2 separate regions of the Mus musculus genome follow, and region 1 is linked to region 2. Evidence: chromatin contacts called from public promoter capture Hi-C data. All regions are on one chromosome and are shown on one strand. Each heading gives the region's core, a stretch centred on a gene start, on an enhancer-like site or on the middle of the called end of the contact. The rest is flanking DNA. Distances are from core to core; before and after follow the strand shown.

Evidence for each region. Promoter capture Hi-C pulls out the DNA fragments that hold promoters and counts their contacts.
Region 1: a contact with region 2 is called in a promoter capture Hi-C map of liver. The contact joins the promoter of Nppc here to the enhancer-like site in region 2. A contact is called at or near these places in 18 of 39 promoter capture datasets (the C10 cell line, the HPC-7 cell line, the SN4741 cell line and 12 more), 1 of 15 datasets of contacts at CTCF or cohesin (the NIH/3T3 cell line), 36 of 484 Hi-C or Micro-C datasets (the G1E-ER4 cell line, the N1E-115 cell line, adipose-derived mesenchymal stem cells and 24 more), 22 of 115 datasets of contacts at active chromatin or transcription factors (VIP interneurons, craniofacial prominence, differentiating embryonic stem cells and 15 more) and 4 of 9 other capture datasets (adipose tissue, embryonic stem cells, liver and 1 more).

What each region holds. Positions count from the first base shown.
Region 1 is chr1:86,667,552-86,674,450 of GRCm38.p6, forward strand. It overlaps Nppc (natriuretic peptide type C), which reads right to left and starts at 3,022. Exons shown (of 3, transcript NM_010933.5): 1 at 2,798-3,022; 2 at 2,093-2,403. The coding sequence starts at 2,887. The coding sequence ends at 2,113.
Region 2 is chr1:87,026,382-87,033,393 of GRCm38.p6, forward strand. The region is part of intron 14 of Dis3l2 (DIS3 like 3'-5' exoribonuclease 2); the gene reads left to right. Among named protein-coding and RNA genes, the nearest start is that of Gm28375, 38 kb to the right of the region's middle. Within about 2 kb of position 2,555, at least 32 of the 459 cell types and tissues checked have an H3K27ac peak or open chromatin away from gene starts, as enhancers often do. A contact at or near this core is called in bone marrow-derived macrophages, granulosa cells, heart atrium and 3 more, where this site is marked.

The sequences.
Region 1 (6,899 bases), core at 1,772-4,271, 360 kb before region 2:
GCAGACATGCAGGGCCCTCCTAAAGGACTGCACTCACGAGGGGCCTGGCTCTGATGGTCTGGGCAATTCTCCCTAACTCGATTCTCTGGCTGTTTCACAGGTGGTGTTCCTAGGGCCAGAGGCAAAATGTCCATTGAGGTCTTGGCCACACCCGAGTCTCTGCCAGTTGTATAATCAAAACCTATAACCATCAGCGGCAGTCATTATGACGATGCCTAGAGCCAAAGTCAACCTCTGCGTGGAGAAAGGGGCAGAGCCTCGGGAGTTTTCATCAGCATGAAGGATGAGCCTTGCACTCTTCCATAAGACCAAATGGGTGCTCTCCGCTGGCCAGCTCCACTGGGAGACTTCAGGTTGGAAGGACGATCTATCCTCTCACTGGGGCTGGCATAGAGGAGGCTGAGGCTTTGCCTTTATGCCAAGAGAACTTCCAGGAGGCTGATGATCTCCACTGGTCAAAGTGGAGGGGTAGGGTGTAGAAGCCTTAATTGTCTTGATTTTTCCTCAACATTCTCACTACCCTGTGCCCACAGATGCCTAAAGCACCTTCAGAGAAGCACATTCCAGGCATTTAACCGGAGGTTAAGTAACGTTGGTTTAGACTCTAAAGTCCTTTCTTGGCACATACATCGCAAACTGAAAATTCAAGTCCTCAGACTCCATCTCTTAGGTATTCATATGGAACATAGCAAAAGACCCGCCCATAAGTACTAGAATCACCGCTCTCCCTGAGTAGAGCAGAGACCTAACACCTCTGTGGAACTGGGGTGAAGCACGCAGCCTGTTCAAGACTCAGTGCAGAGAGGAGAGGGCCATCCGAGATCTAGAGCCAGGGCACTTGGCAGAGCTCCTGAACTGGGGGTATGTGTTTCTCTCGTCAGTGGCCAATATTTCCAAGATCCCTTCTGGGTATGATGTGGGCTCCTGAAGGTCTGTCACTTAAGTTACTCATGAATTAATATGGGGACACAAGTACACAGAGCACTGCACTTCTGCAAAGGTCTCTCATGCCTTTAAAAAAAAAAAGGCTCCTGTCATGTGATGGGGGAGGTGTTCCTACTCCTTACTGGGAAAAGAATGGCCACTGGTCAATCTTCCTGGGTTGGGGAGAGCAGCCTCCTCACCACTGGGGTGGGCTAGAGCAAGAGGCAAAGCCAAGGAACAGCAGAAGCCTGACTGTCAAGCACTTATCTAAGTAAAGTGTGTCTCATCACATCATCAGGGATAGAGAGCAGAAGGAAGTCAGGAAGGACCCAGCAGCTTATGAGGATGCTGGGAAGATGGAGGCTTCCCGTCTCCATGGAGGGGAAGGAGGCCAGAAATAGTTCAGAGCACCACAAGGCTGGTAAAGAACTCACTGTGGACACACTGAGTTTGAGGTTAGGTCACGAAATAAGCTTTAGCTTGTTCCTTTGCCTCTCTCTTGAAACAGGGTCACCAGCCTAAGGTTCATCTCGGAAGCCCCAGGGCAGCAGCATCAGGACCCTGGATAGACCAGTTTGCCCACAGTTGAGTTGAGAGCAGGGCTAAGATTCAGAATGCCCCAGGCAGAAGAGTGCCCTGCTGCTGCCACAGAGGTTCTCTCTACTAGGAGGGGGCAGGCATATCTGCATGCCTGCCTCACCTGAGGGACAACAGCCCCAGAAAGGCATCCTAGCACTTGACTGCTTGGCTGCTGGCACAGGGCTGGTGGTACATCTTTCTCTCCCTCTTTCCAGGATCTCTCTAACAAGTTTCCAGTTGGCTAGCTGGCCAGTGGTCAGTGGTGGGTTTGGAGGCTGGGACTGCATAAGCCTGTCTCTATTTTTCTAGAGGAAGCCAGATGGAGTACTCTAAGGCTGAACCTGGTCTCTGACCTGGCCCGTGTTCACTTTTTTGTTGTTGTTGTTTTTTAAATCTGTAAAATGGGATATGTGAGGTGGCAGGCAAATGTCTGGGTACACTTGATCCCATGCCTAAATTGGTTGGGGGAAGGTCACAGAACATAGGGATCAGGGAGGAAACCAAACAGTCTGCGAAGGACAGTGATAAGAGCTTGGCTCTCTTGGGTGCAGAGCTAGGCGAGCGGGGAGCGTCCGATGGTGTTACTTACCGCCGCCAGGGGTAGCTGCACTAACATCCCAGACCGCTCATGGAGCCGATCCGGTCCAGCTTGAGGCCAAAGCAGCCTTTGGACAAGCCCTTCTTGTTGCCGCCTTTGTATTTGCGCGCGTTGGGGTGCTCGTGCAGAAGGCGGGCCCAAGCAGCCCGGGACTTGGTGTCCACACGCAGGTCCCGGAGCAGTCGCGATCGGTCTCCCTTGAGATTGGCTCCCCCGCTGCCTGGAGTCTTGTCACCCTTTTTCTGATTGCCACCAGCTGCCTGGGAATCCGCCAGCTCCTCCCCTGGCGGGGTTCTCGGGACCTGTCGGAGAAAAGAGTGGACAGGTGAAAGAGTGCACCGATGTAGCATAGATGACTTTTACGGGGCCCAGAGTGGCGTGGCCCTTCTCAGCCATGAGCGTGCCTCCACCGATGCGGGACAGCTGAGTCCAGCATCCACCTGCCACGCAGCCTTCTTGCCTGCTCCTCCGGGGAGCCCATTGCTCTTCCCGTGCCGCAGGTCATGCTGGGCACATTGGGGCACGGGAGGTGTGCATGTGTCGACATTCTCCCGAGGCTGGGAAATGAACCCGAGAAGTCCCCGCTTTGAGGGAGCAAGTCCGAGGGGGTCTGCCTTTCCGGGTTCTCTGCTCCCTCCTGCGCACCACATCTTTCCACGCCCCTCACAAGCCCAGCGTCCCCGCGACAGCACCCACCTTCGGTGGTGTCCCGGGCTTGGCTTCAGAGGGCCGGAGCGAGAGTAGCGCGAGCAGCAGGGCGCAGGCGATCAGCTGGGAGAGGTGCATGGTGCCGATGGGACCGAGGTGTGCAGACGGTCTGCAGCCGGGACTGCCGGTGAGCAGTCGGATAGGCGGATGCGGAGCAGGATTGCCAAGCGAGCACAGGTCCTACTGCTGTGCGGCGCCGGCTGGGTGCGCTCTGAGTCCGTGGCTCCGCTGGAGCCTTTATAATCCAACCTGCCGCTGATGTCATCTTCCCGCCCACCGGGCCTCCAGGGCCAATGGCACAGCGCACGCGGCCGAATCGACGGCCCGGAGGGGGCCGGGAGGGGGCCGGGAGGGGGCCACGGGGGCTCCCTCTTCTGCTCCAACCCACATCCCACCTCCGAAGGAGCCGGCGGCTCGGCTCGCTGCGCTCAAAGCCACAAAGCGGCGCGCAGAAAAGAACTCCATTTGTAGAATGCGCTTCGCCCTAGTACTCAGGCTTCTAGGCGTCCCTGCGCTGTGTATCTGCTGCTCCTGATACGTGTCTGTACTCCTTCTGCAGGTGCAAAGGCTTAGAAGAAATGTCCTTTATGCAAAGTTACACAGGTTGAAAGTTGGTGCGGCCCAAAATCTACACAGATCGCTCTGTTTCCAAACTCTTCACAAATGCTGCCACGCGCTAGCCAGGGTGGAAGGGCTGACCATGTCTACACGCTCAAACATGGGGGCGGCAGAGGATGGGGTTAGTAGATCCCAGTGGGAAGTGGAGGGAGAGCTTGAATGTTGTAGCTGCAAAGGAGACTTGTAAGTCTCGGATACCCACGAGTGAGAGGATGTCATCAACCCACGAGTGTGAGCCAGGAGTTTGTGTGTGTGTGTGTGTGTGTGTGTGTGTGTGTGTGTGTGTGTGTGTGTGTTGGGAGGTTAGGAGGCAGGTAGCTTTCCTTCAGTGATGTACTGGCCCTTCCTGAAGGTGGAGATGTCCACTTTAGTGTCCTGAATACCCTAAGAAACTATGGGCAGTACTGGGTTTTAACCAGCTCCAAGCCTCAATAGGCCATCGCCATTGAGTTTGGGGTTGTAGTTGCCTTCTGGCTATAGGGACCGGGCCACTTATTTCTGCTGCACACAATTCCTCGCCTTGACCTGGAATCTTGGTCCATCGGACTCTAGGGAGCTCTGCAATTTAGAGCCACGAGAGAACTTGTAGTTTCAAGAATGGAGTGATGTGCAAGAGTTTGTGTCCCTTCTCCTGAGCAGGATGCAGGCTTGAGCGAGGGAAATGAATGTTGGCAGGGTCCCTGTGGTCTCATGGAGCAAAGAGCCTGGGAGAGAGGACGAGAAGCAGGAGCCAGTTAGCTTCTTACAGAGAAAGGGAAGTGGGAAGAGAGGGTAGTGGGAAGACTGCTGGGATGGACATGGGTCTAGAGGACCCAATGCTTCTGGAGGATACAGAGGAAGCAAGAGTGTACTGAGTGTGCCGTCTACTTCCTCGTCCTTTCCTAGCATGCAACCCAAAGACTCCAAATGAGGACCACAAGCTCCTTCCAGCCTTTCGTTTGGGAAATGACTCACAGGTGAGGTTTGATTTGAGTCAGCATATTGCCCAAAGAAAGATCTAGACATCAGTTTCAAGTCCTTTGTCAGTTCTGGAAGGTTGGTGGCTCATCTCCATTCAGCTCCTCCCTCCATGGCCTTTCTGTGTTACTACATACGAAACGACAACCGTGTTGTGCTTGAGAGGGAGAGAGAGAGGAGAAAGGAGATGAGGGTGAGGCCTTCAGCTGCTTCATGGAGTGTCTTTCGCCTAAGGGGCAGGAGAGTACCATCCAAGCTTTGAGACCGCAGCAGTGTCTTATAAGGCCCCTTATTAAGGATAAGTTGGGACTGTTCAGTCTTGATAGCTACTTTCTAAAGGACTACAGATGGTTTTCTTTTATCCTGTCTTGGTAATGGGCTGGTAACTAGGTCTTCTTCAGGAGGTTTGAGGCTTTGTAAAACTGATGATACCCATGGTCTTGTGGGGGATGACTACATCTGTACTACAATCGACATCTCTTCAAGGAAAAATTTATCTATCTATCTATCTATCTATCTATCTATTTATTTATTTGTGTGTGTGTGTGTGTGTGCGCGTGCATTCGTGTGTGTGTGTGTGTGTGTGTGTGTGTGGTGCAGGCATGTGTGTACTGTGATGTATTTTGGTGTGTGTGTGGATGTCAGAGGACAGCTTGCAGGAGTCAGTTCTCTTCCATCATGTAAATCCCAGGGAGGAACTTGGGCTTCTTGGTGGCAAGCCCCTTCGCACATTAAGCCATCAAGTTGGTCCTGCAGGGGAATCTTCTGATGACCTACAGCTTCTGATCTCTGAGTGTAGTCATCTATGGTAGGTCCTGGATGAGTTAACCTTGGGCTAGGCTTTCCTGCCGCTTCTGGTGCTGCTACTGAACCGATTCCTTTGTTGGGGCAGGAACCTGTGGGCAGAGAGTCTGGGGGTGGGCTGTAGGGACATTGGGGCAGGGAGGCAATGGACACATATGTGCTCAGAGACTGAAGGTCTGCTGCTCCTCATGGCTTCCTTCCTGGGCCTAGATTTGGGATCTTAGCTCCCTTTCTCTGGGAAGTCTACTTCTCCTGCCTTTGGCTCTGGGAACCCAGTGGAGATGGAGGAGCAGTGGTCCAGCCCACTGAGCAGCTTAAATGAACGGACCAGGCACTGAGCTGACTGTTCAGTGTTAAAGCTTTGCCCGGGGGCTGGAGAGATAGCTCAGCAATTAAGGCCACAAATCGCTCTTGCAGAGAACCTGGGGGAAACCTCACAACCCCTTGACACTCTAGCTCCAGGGGTTCTGATGTCTCCTTCTGACCTCTTCAGGCAACTATACTTATGTACACATACCGTACTCAGACACAGACTCATGCACAATTGAAAATAAATCTAAAAGTATCAACAAACTGAAATCTTCAATTCCTCCTGACTCAAAGGAAGGAAAAGAGGCCCTTGGGGCTCAAGGGATTAGTAGTTTTATTGGACATCTGACCATTTGTCATCCATGACTGTTCTACATACCTACAGGGCTGCCCTTCAACCTACTCTGTAGTCACTGAGTTCCATTCCAGCGCAGGAGTGGGCCACAGAATAAACACTGGCTTCATCGGTTGGGAAACATGATGACGGAGATGGTCATGTCAGGAGGGCTTTTTTCTCAATCTGAGCCAACAGAACATGCTTTCCAGTGAAGAAGTCTGAACTGGGCATATAACATAGGAAAAAAAAAAAAAAAAGAGGGTCAGAGTGACCTCTTTGGGTTAACTGGAAGATGAGGGCTTAGAAGTACTGTCTAAGAAACATACAAACAACAACAAAACCCAATCGAACGAGAAGCTTGCTAAAAGACAACCCTAGGAAGCTGAGACAGCCAGCCAGTGGAGGTAAAGAGACAAGATCGAGGGAGGTTAGATGGCTTGAGGTGGGGTGCCCAGGGGAGGGCAGGCCTGGGGGAGAGGCAGTTCTGGGGCCCAAGGCAGTGTCCATGCAAGAGGTGACAGAGGGTTGTCTTCATAAAGTCATTGTGCACATAGGGTGGGAGGGTAAGTGAGCCTGGGGGTGCGGGAAAGTTAAGGCAGAGGAAGAGGCGCTGGTTGGGGGGCAGGGACAGAAAGAGCAGGGAGTGATGGCAGTCAGATCAAAGCTGACCTATGACAAACCTCAAACCTCAGGCATCAAGTATGGCACAGCCAAGGCCCTTCTCTCTCTCCTGGGTCTTTGAAGGGCAGGGGTCTGAGAAAAAAGACCTCATCCTCATGACCCCATTTCCCCACCCCCTTTTCCTTTCCAAGAAGGAGATGGGAAAGCGTGCCCATTGCAGAGGACCTTCTGGAACAGTCGCTGTCCAGACCGGATGGAAAGCTAAAGAGGTCCCATTGTGAAAGGTGTGTAAAGCTTCCGGGAACCTGAGGGGAGGGCCGCTGCGACAGGACTGTCCCCTCAAGAACAGGTGGTAGGCAGGAGCTGCTGGCAGCGATGCCCCCTCCTGGCCCTGGGATAACAGGGGTGGATTCTCAGGCCCTCAGAGGAGAGAGCATTGCTGAG
Region 2 (7,012 bases), core at 1,305-3,804:
TCTCAACTGTTCATAGGTCCTCAGCTAAGGGTGAAGGCTCATAAACTCTGCCCCAGTCCATGACAGAGTACTGCCTAGGCTTGATCTTGTGCAGGTCTTATGCAGGTGAGATGGCTGCTGTGAGACCGTGCGTGCATGTCCCTGTCATGCCCAAGATCCTGCTTCACCCCTTGAATTCTGGGTTCCCTGACCTCCAACTCTCTCTAAGATAGTACCTGAGCTTTAGAGGTGGGCTTGATATGTATGCCCCACTTGTGGCTGGGCACTCCAGCGATCACCGTCCACTGCACACAAGAAGTTTCCCGATGAGCTCTAAGAGCTGTACTAACTTACGGATACAAAGGCACAGATTTAGAGGGCAGTTAGGCTGTGTCCTTTTAGCAAAATAATAACATTGGCCAAATTTACAGAACCAGATATGTGCTGCCTCCGGTGGAATGGGCTTAAGTTCAGCCAGTAAGTGACTGGCTACCTCATAACATTTGTGGCACTACTGCACCATGGGCATAGCTTACCACCCTGGTCACTACTGCAGCTCACGGGGCTCACAGCTTCCTTTCTCTGATATCCACACTATTGAGGACTATTGAATATTATTGAAGATTTTCCCCACAGCAGCCTGCAGAGTATCTTTGAGTATGGTGAAGGTTAAACAGCAGGGAGGAAGCTTCTTAGTACCAACTTGATTTCTCCATGTCCTGTGATGGGCATGTGTGGGTAAGCAATAGGGTCTTATCATCATGTTCTGGTAGGCAACCAAGCTATGAAAGGCTTTTAGAGCTGGGTATAATGTAGTTCCAGCATTTAAGAAGTGGATCAAGAGTTTAAGGTCACCCTTGGCTACATCATGAAATTGAAGCCATCTTGAGCTACTCAAACCCTTGTCTCAAAAGCAAAACCTGATCATCTATTCTGCATTAATCTAATCAGCGTTCTGATTGTTTCTGCGGTCAAGTTATTACAGATAAATTTGTTTATGCTTTTGTGTGCACATGCATATATTCTGCTTCAGTGTAGACCTAGGAGTAAAACTGTTCATCCTACACAATTGTATTTAGCAAGTAGCAAGAGTTCAGGCCTTTTCTAACTTTCTGCCTGATTTTCCAGTTTTTCTCCTCATTGTGTTTTTCTGCCTATTCAGGATATGAATCCTTTGTTGACTGTATATATTGCACATATCAGCCTAGAGTCAGACAGTAATGACTAGAGAACAAAGCAACGCCTAAGGCACTGCAGTTCTTTCCTGGAGGAATAGAAGTTAACAGCACCACTTTCTGGTTCCTGGTCTCTGGCCAGCCAGGGAATCCCTAAAGCTTTGATTCTGTTGATTGTCACTTTGCTCTAAGATTATGACTAAGGAATTGAGCTTCTAGAATCAGTGACCAGAGTTCTCCAGATTTGGGATAGCCACAGATAGAATCATCAATGAACTGTTCTTTTTTTCTTTTCTTTTCTTTTCTCTTCTTTTCTCTTCTTTTCTTTTCTTTTTTTTTTAATCAAAAGTGTCTTTTAGGGACCTAACTTTATGGATGACTCTTCAGCCCTTTCCACTCATTCCCTGTGTGGTGTCATACCTCTCAGGGAAACCAATCAGGAGAGTTGAATTCTGGACCCCACTTAATCATTACAAGAGATAGTAAGGAAATTCTTAATGCATATACCAAATGAACATGCTAAAGAAACTGGTGATTCTGCAGTTATGCATGGATTCAGAAATCTGTAAGCCCCCAGAGCCCAGAACATTTAATGTTTTGGAGTTCTGTGATTGAATACTGAGGATGCAACCCCCAAGATTACAAAGGTCTCCCTAGAGGAGAACTGTTAACAAACCACACCAGTATGTTTGACATTTGCTCCTTTCTCCAGTAGGCCCTTCCTCCAATGCCCTATGGTGCTCTCATCTGCCCCATATGATATCTTCCTTTCTCTGATATCCATTGCCAAAATGCTTTGTAGCACATGGTGACATGCTCTCACCACGTGGGGAAGGGGTTAATGGTAATCAGCATCTTTACTGTCTCTGAATCTATAGTGGTATACACAGCTATACTGTTCTCTCAATTTCCTGGCCTGACCAAGTTGCTTCCTTTGCCTTCTCTGGGTACCTGTGCCAGGCACACATCTCTGGCGCCTATACAGACACACATCTGTAACCCAGAGGTGCTCCAGAACCAACCTCTACAAGCACATAGTCATCCGGTAGCCTTCAAACCCAAGGTGGCTTGTTCCTCTCTAAGACTTCAAGAAATCCTAGAGAAGCTGTGATCTTTGGGCCTGTACCCCATTGAATGAATAGGCCACACATTGCTGTCCAGTAGACAGTGAGCCACAGCCTCTCTCTACCAGTATGCTGGACCAGACACTAGGCACATTCACAAAGTGAGAGTGTCAAGTGTGTCTGCTCTAATCACCCACCCCAGGCATCAGAGGCTTGTGACACTCACAGGTTAGCCCTCCAGGAAGCAGGCCACAGGACTTCAGGTTGAGCCTGGAGAAAGGTGCCCATGGCCGTCACCTCCAGCAGCTACTTGGCAGGTAACCAGAACATGCTTGGCTCACTCAGCTCTTGGCTGTGCTCCCCAGAGGGAAGTGTTTCTAATCTGTCGTCACTGCTGCTCCCATATACTCTGAGGCATTGTGGCTTTTTCTTGGTGGTTGGGCAGGAAGCCTCCAGAGCCTAAAGGAATTGCCATGCTTGATGACAGACAAAGGCTATTGATGGCTATAAATCACTTAGCTGCTGCCTGGCTTATTTAAGAGGAAGAGGACATGTTAACTATTCTGAGGATAGGCCTTCCTGTGGTGGGTACCCAACTGAAAAGGGATCTCACAGATTGACTCCAGCTGTGCCCGCTGAGTTAAGTGGAAGGAAATGCCCCACTTAGACATGACTTTGCAAAGCCAACCAGCAAATCATCCCATTGACTTGTAGCTCCACCTCACTGGGCATCCTCAAGTGACCCACCTTAAGCAGTGTTGGGCCAGGATCCAAGGTGAGGAAGCCAGAGGCTGACTAGCTGGGACGGCACCACATTGAGTGGGGGCTGTTCTCAAGGAGGCAGATCTGGCTTAGCCCTGAATGTGGAGACTGTGCTATCACCATCATGTCCCTGAAGGCTGTCTAGAGCTCTCTGATTCTGTAGTCATGCCTCCCTTGGGGGAAGTGCTCCACTCACCGACCGGGGCTTTTGTCTCCAAAGCTGAGACATCTCCATCTATGTCCTTCTTGTTCCTTATTTCTTCACATAAGACACTGTGACCACCTTCTCCTGGGTGTGTGACCTAGCTTCGTTAGAGCTGTTTAGAATTCGAGAAATACAATTGTCTTGTAGTTTTCACTGGGAGAGGTCATAACCTTTGCCCGTTAATGTATATATCCTCTTAATGACATCAGCTAGACAAAACTAAGGTTTTAATAACTGAGGATTGTTCAAAATATTTATGTTATGTAAAAAGTGTGTGGGTGTTTTTACAGTATGGAGATTGAACCTAAAAGTTCATACATAGCAGGCAAGTGCTCCACGAGCTGTATCCTTAGCTATTTTTAATTCCTTATTTTGAGACAAAGCTTTTCTAAATTTCCCAAGCTGGCCTAGTTATCCTTGACCTTGGGATCCTCCTGTCTTAGTCTCCAAGTAAGATTACATGACTGCTGTGCCATGCCCAGCTGAAAATGTTTTCTACTGAGTCTCCTACACTCTACACAGCCATTTTCCCTACAGTGAGTGACCGCAGAGTCACAGGGTTTTCCCTTGACTTTACTGAAGCCTTGCCCTGTGTGTCTTTGTCTCTGCCCTGATGACTATCAGAGCAGTTGTCACCTCACCACCTTCTATGTGGTAACTGTGAACACTAGGCCTTGTGGGGACATAGAACCATAGGGAGAGAGGCAAATGTTAGAATTCTCATCCCAGGTGAGAGAAGGTTATAGTTCTGAGCCAAGACTACCCTGGGTGCACCATACAGCAAAGTGCCTGTTCATGCAGACATGACATGTTTCCCACAGCTGCCTTTGAGGACACCTCCTAGTTCTGCACCATCTTCCCCTCTCTGAGATTCTGTATGTTTGTGTTCTACATCTGCCAACTAAGCTAAACTGACTCAACTATTAGATGCATTTTCCTACCCCATCCCATCCTATACCACCCAACTGCACCTCATTTCCCCCATCCCACCCCATCCCATCCCACTCCTCCTCCCTCCCGCCAAATCCCATCATGAAGTGCCTCCTTCCCTGGAGCCTAGCAGGTTGCCCACCACTTTATGCTAAATATGTGTCCTCTATCCTTTAGTATAACCAGACTAGTCAGGTGGTCACCATGTTTTGTGTAAGGAATGCCATTCATCACTGTTCTGCTCATGAAACAGAATGCCCTTTTCACTCCCTCTGACTTTCTCAGTGAATTTTCCAGTGCTGATGTCATCAAACTTGACTCCCAATTTTTAACAACCCTCAGTCTCAGAACTACCAGTCCCCTGCTGAGTACTTCAAGAGGCGGGTCTTGCCTCTGCCTGTGCAACTCAGTGGAATGTGAATGCTTTTGACTGTGAGGTAGAGAGTGCATATTAAGAGGCTTTGCAGATTTTCTGTAGATTCTGGTTCCCAGTACTTAGAGCAGACCTGGGACCCAGCCAGGGGCTGCTGAGGAGTTTGTAGCACTGATGAAGTTCTGAACAGTCCCTCCAGCAGAGCTAGCACACTGCGGATGCTCAGCAGACACCGGGTGCACGCCTCTCCTCGCAAGCATGGATTGCTTCCCCTGCATCCTTAATCTTAGCATGATGCCTCCGTTTCTTCTAAAGCACCAGGCGCCCGTCTCCTTCACTTACTCTAGATGGTTCTCATGGTGGAGGTTAAGAATTCCCCATCTGAACTCTAAACCAAATACCTTATGAACTTCCAAGTTTTAGATTTTAGAGCATTTGAGATTTTATGTTTGTATTCCAGAGCCTATGCAAATATTCACAAATCTGAAAATGAAATCTGAAGCACTTTTGGTCTCAGCATTTCAGATAAGAGGTTAACAGCCTGTATGCTAATCATATTTATGGAATACTTAGCAGTGTGTTGGCCCCTAAGATAAGAACTGATGAAACATCTACACCTTCCTGGAATAACCTGAGATTCCACAGACCCTGTGGTGTTTGGAGCCCCATTCCTGTGCCCATTGAGTTACCAAGACCAGAAAACCACTATTGCCATTGGGCTCTTGGGAAATAAAGGTTCCATTCACATAAGGATGCCCACTCCACACCTACCACCATCATTTTTGCAGTCCCTTCCTGTTCAGGCAAGCTCACCATGGGAGCCAAGCCAGTGCTGTTCAGATCCCAGTAGCAATATCCACAGCCAGAGAGATGCAGAAGTCATATAGGCAAGAGCCTATATGCGGACTGTTACATACCAGACAGTTGTGTCCCCACTGCTAAACCTAGAGAAATGTTCCACAAATGGCCCAGATTGCAAGAAGAACCCTGGGAAATTCTACCATGCATCTCACAAATTAGAAGACCAGTCATTGTGTGTATTGTAAGATCAATGTAAACCTCATGCCTTTGCTTGTCTAGCTAGAGCCAAGCACTGTGCAGTGCATGGAAACAATAAAGGTCCAGAGAACCCACTGAGGGAGACAGGCATGGAAAGCAATATTTATAACAAATACTTAGGGTGGGGCATGATGGGAGAAATGTCCTTGGGCTCAATCAGCTCATGATCAGATGAGCGGTGTGGTGGAAACACGAGGTGGGAGCAGCACAGGTCACCCAGCTGTGGCCAGAAAGCAGCAAATGGCAAGAGGAAGGGGCCAGGAACAAGGTATAGACCCCAAGAATTCCCAGAACTCAGGCCCTGAAGTGCCCCTTCCTCCTAAATACTCTGCCATCCTCCAAAACAGTGTCATCAGCAAGGGACCAGGCCTTTAACTCATGAACCTCGGGGGGGTGGGGGGGGCGGCATTTCATGTTCACACCATAGGGGTGACAAAGGAGTTAGGAGCCAGGCTCCCAGGATGCCCAGCCTGGGAAGGAAAGTACATGCACTGCTTCTCTCAGCTGGGGCCTCATTGGACAGGCAAGTGCCCTGTGAGCAGGTGTCAGGTAGGAGCCTGTATTTTGACATGGAGAGGACAAGGCAGGTGCCTGGGTGCTGCCAGGTGGAAAGGGCAAACGGCCTGTGTGTGTGTCTGGTGCAGTCCAGGCACGTGCAGGGGAAGCCCAGAACTCGCTGGATGGGAACACACCCATCTAAAGCACTCTGAACCCAGTTCATAAAACCATGGGTCAATATTTTCAAAGTCACAGAACTAATGAGCTCTGCCAGACTCAACAGACCGCATCCCAGTGGGTGATAAGACAAGTGTTAGCACAGAGGAAACGGCCCAGGCGGGAAGAGGCTTTTCTTAATCTGTTGGGTTTCGTGTTTATAGTAAAGCAGCTGCCCTTGGACAAGAGTATTCATTTATCAGGTCACCCACAAAGGAGGCTTAGTTACTATGCTCACCCTGTTTGGGTTTAAGTAATAACTGTCTACAGACAAGTAAAAATTGGATCAGGGCAAGTTCAGTAGGTCCCATCAGGCCTGCAGAAGCTGTCTCAGGCTCTGACTGCCAAGTTCGTGTGCCTGTTGTCCAGCAGGAATAGGCAGAGAGAAAGCTGTGGAAACCCTAGCCTAGCCCCGAAGAGCTCTATTTTCACCCTTTAAAAATGTGTGTTGTCTTCCACTCAGTATTTCTGTGAAACAGCAGCAAAGAATGATTCTAGTGTGCTCATTTAGTCCCTGAACAGTTCATCAGCATCCCACTTGTCTCTGGGATTCCCAAGACCATTCAGGCCTAGATTCCCCCCACACCTTCCTTCCCACGGCTTGGGGTCTGCAGAGGAAAGTGGGCAGAGGAAGGGGAAGAGCCAGCTCACATTGGTAAGGCCTTACCAACCAGGAAAAATAAGGATGGCAGTGACCCAGCTAAGCATCCTGAGTACTACAGAGGAGGCTTTGTGAGGGAGGCCTCACTTC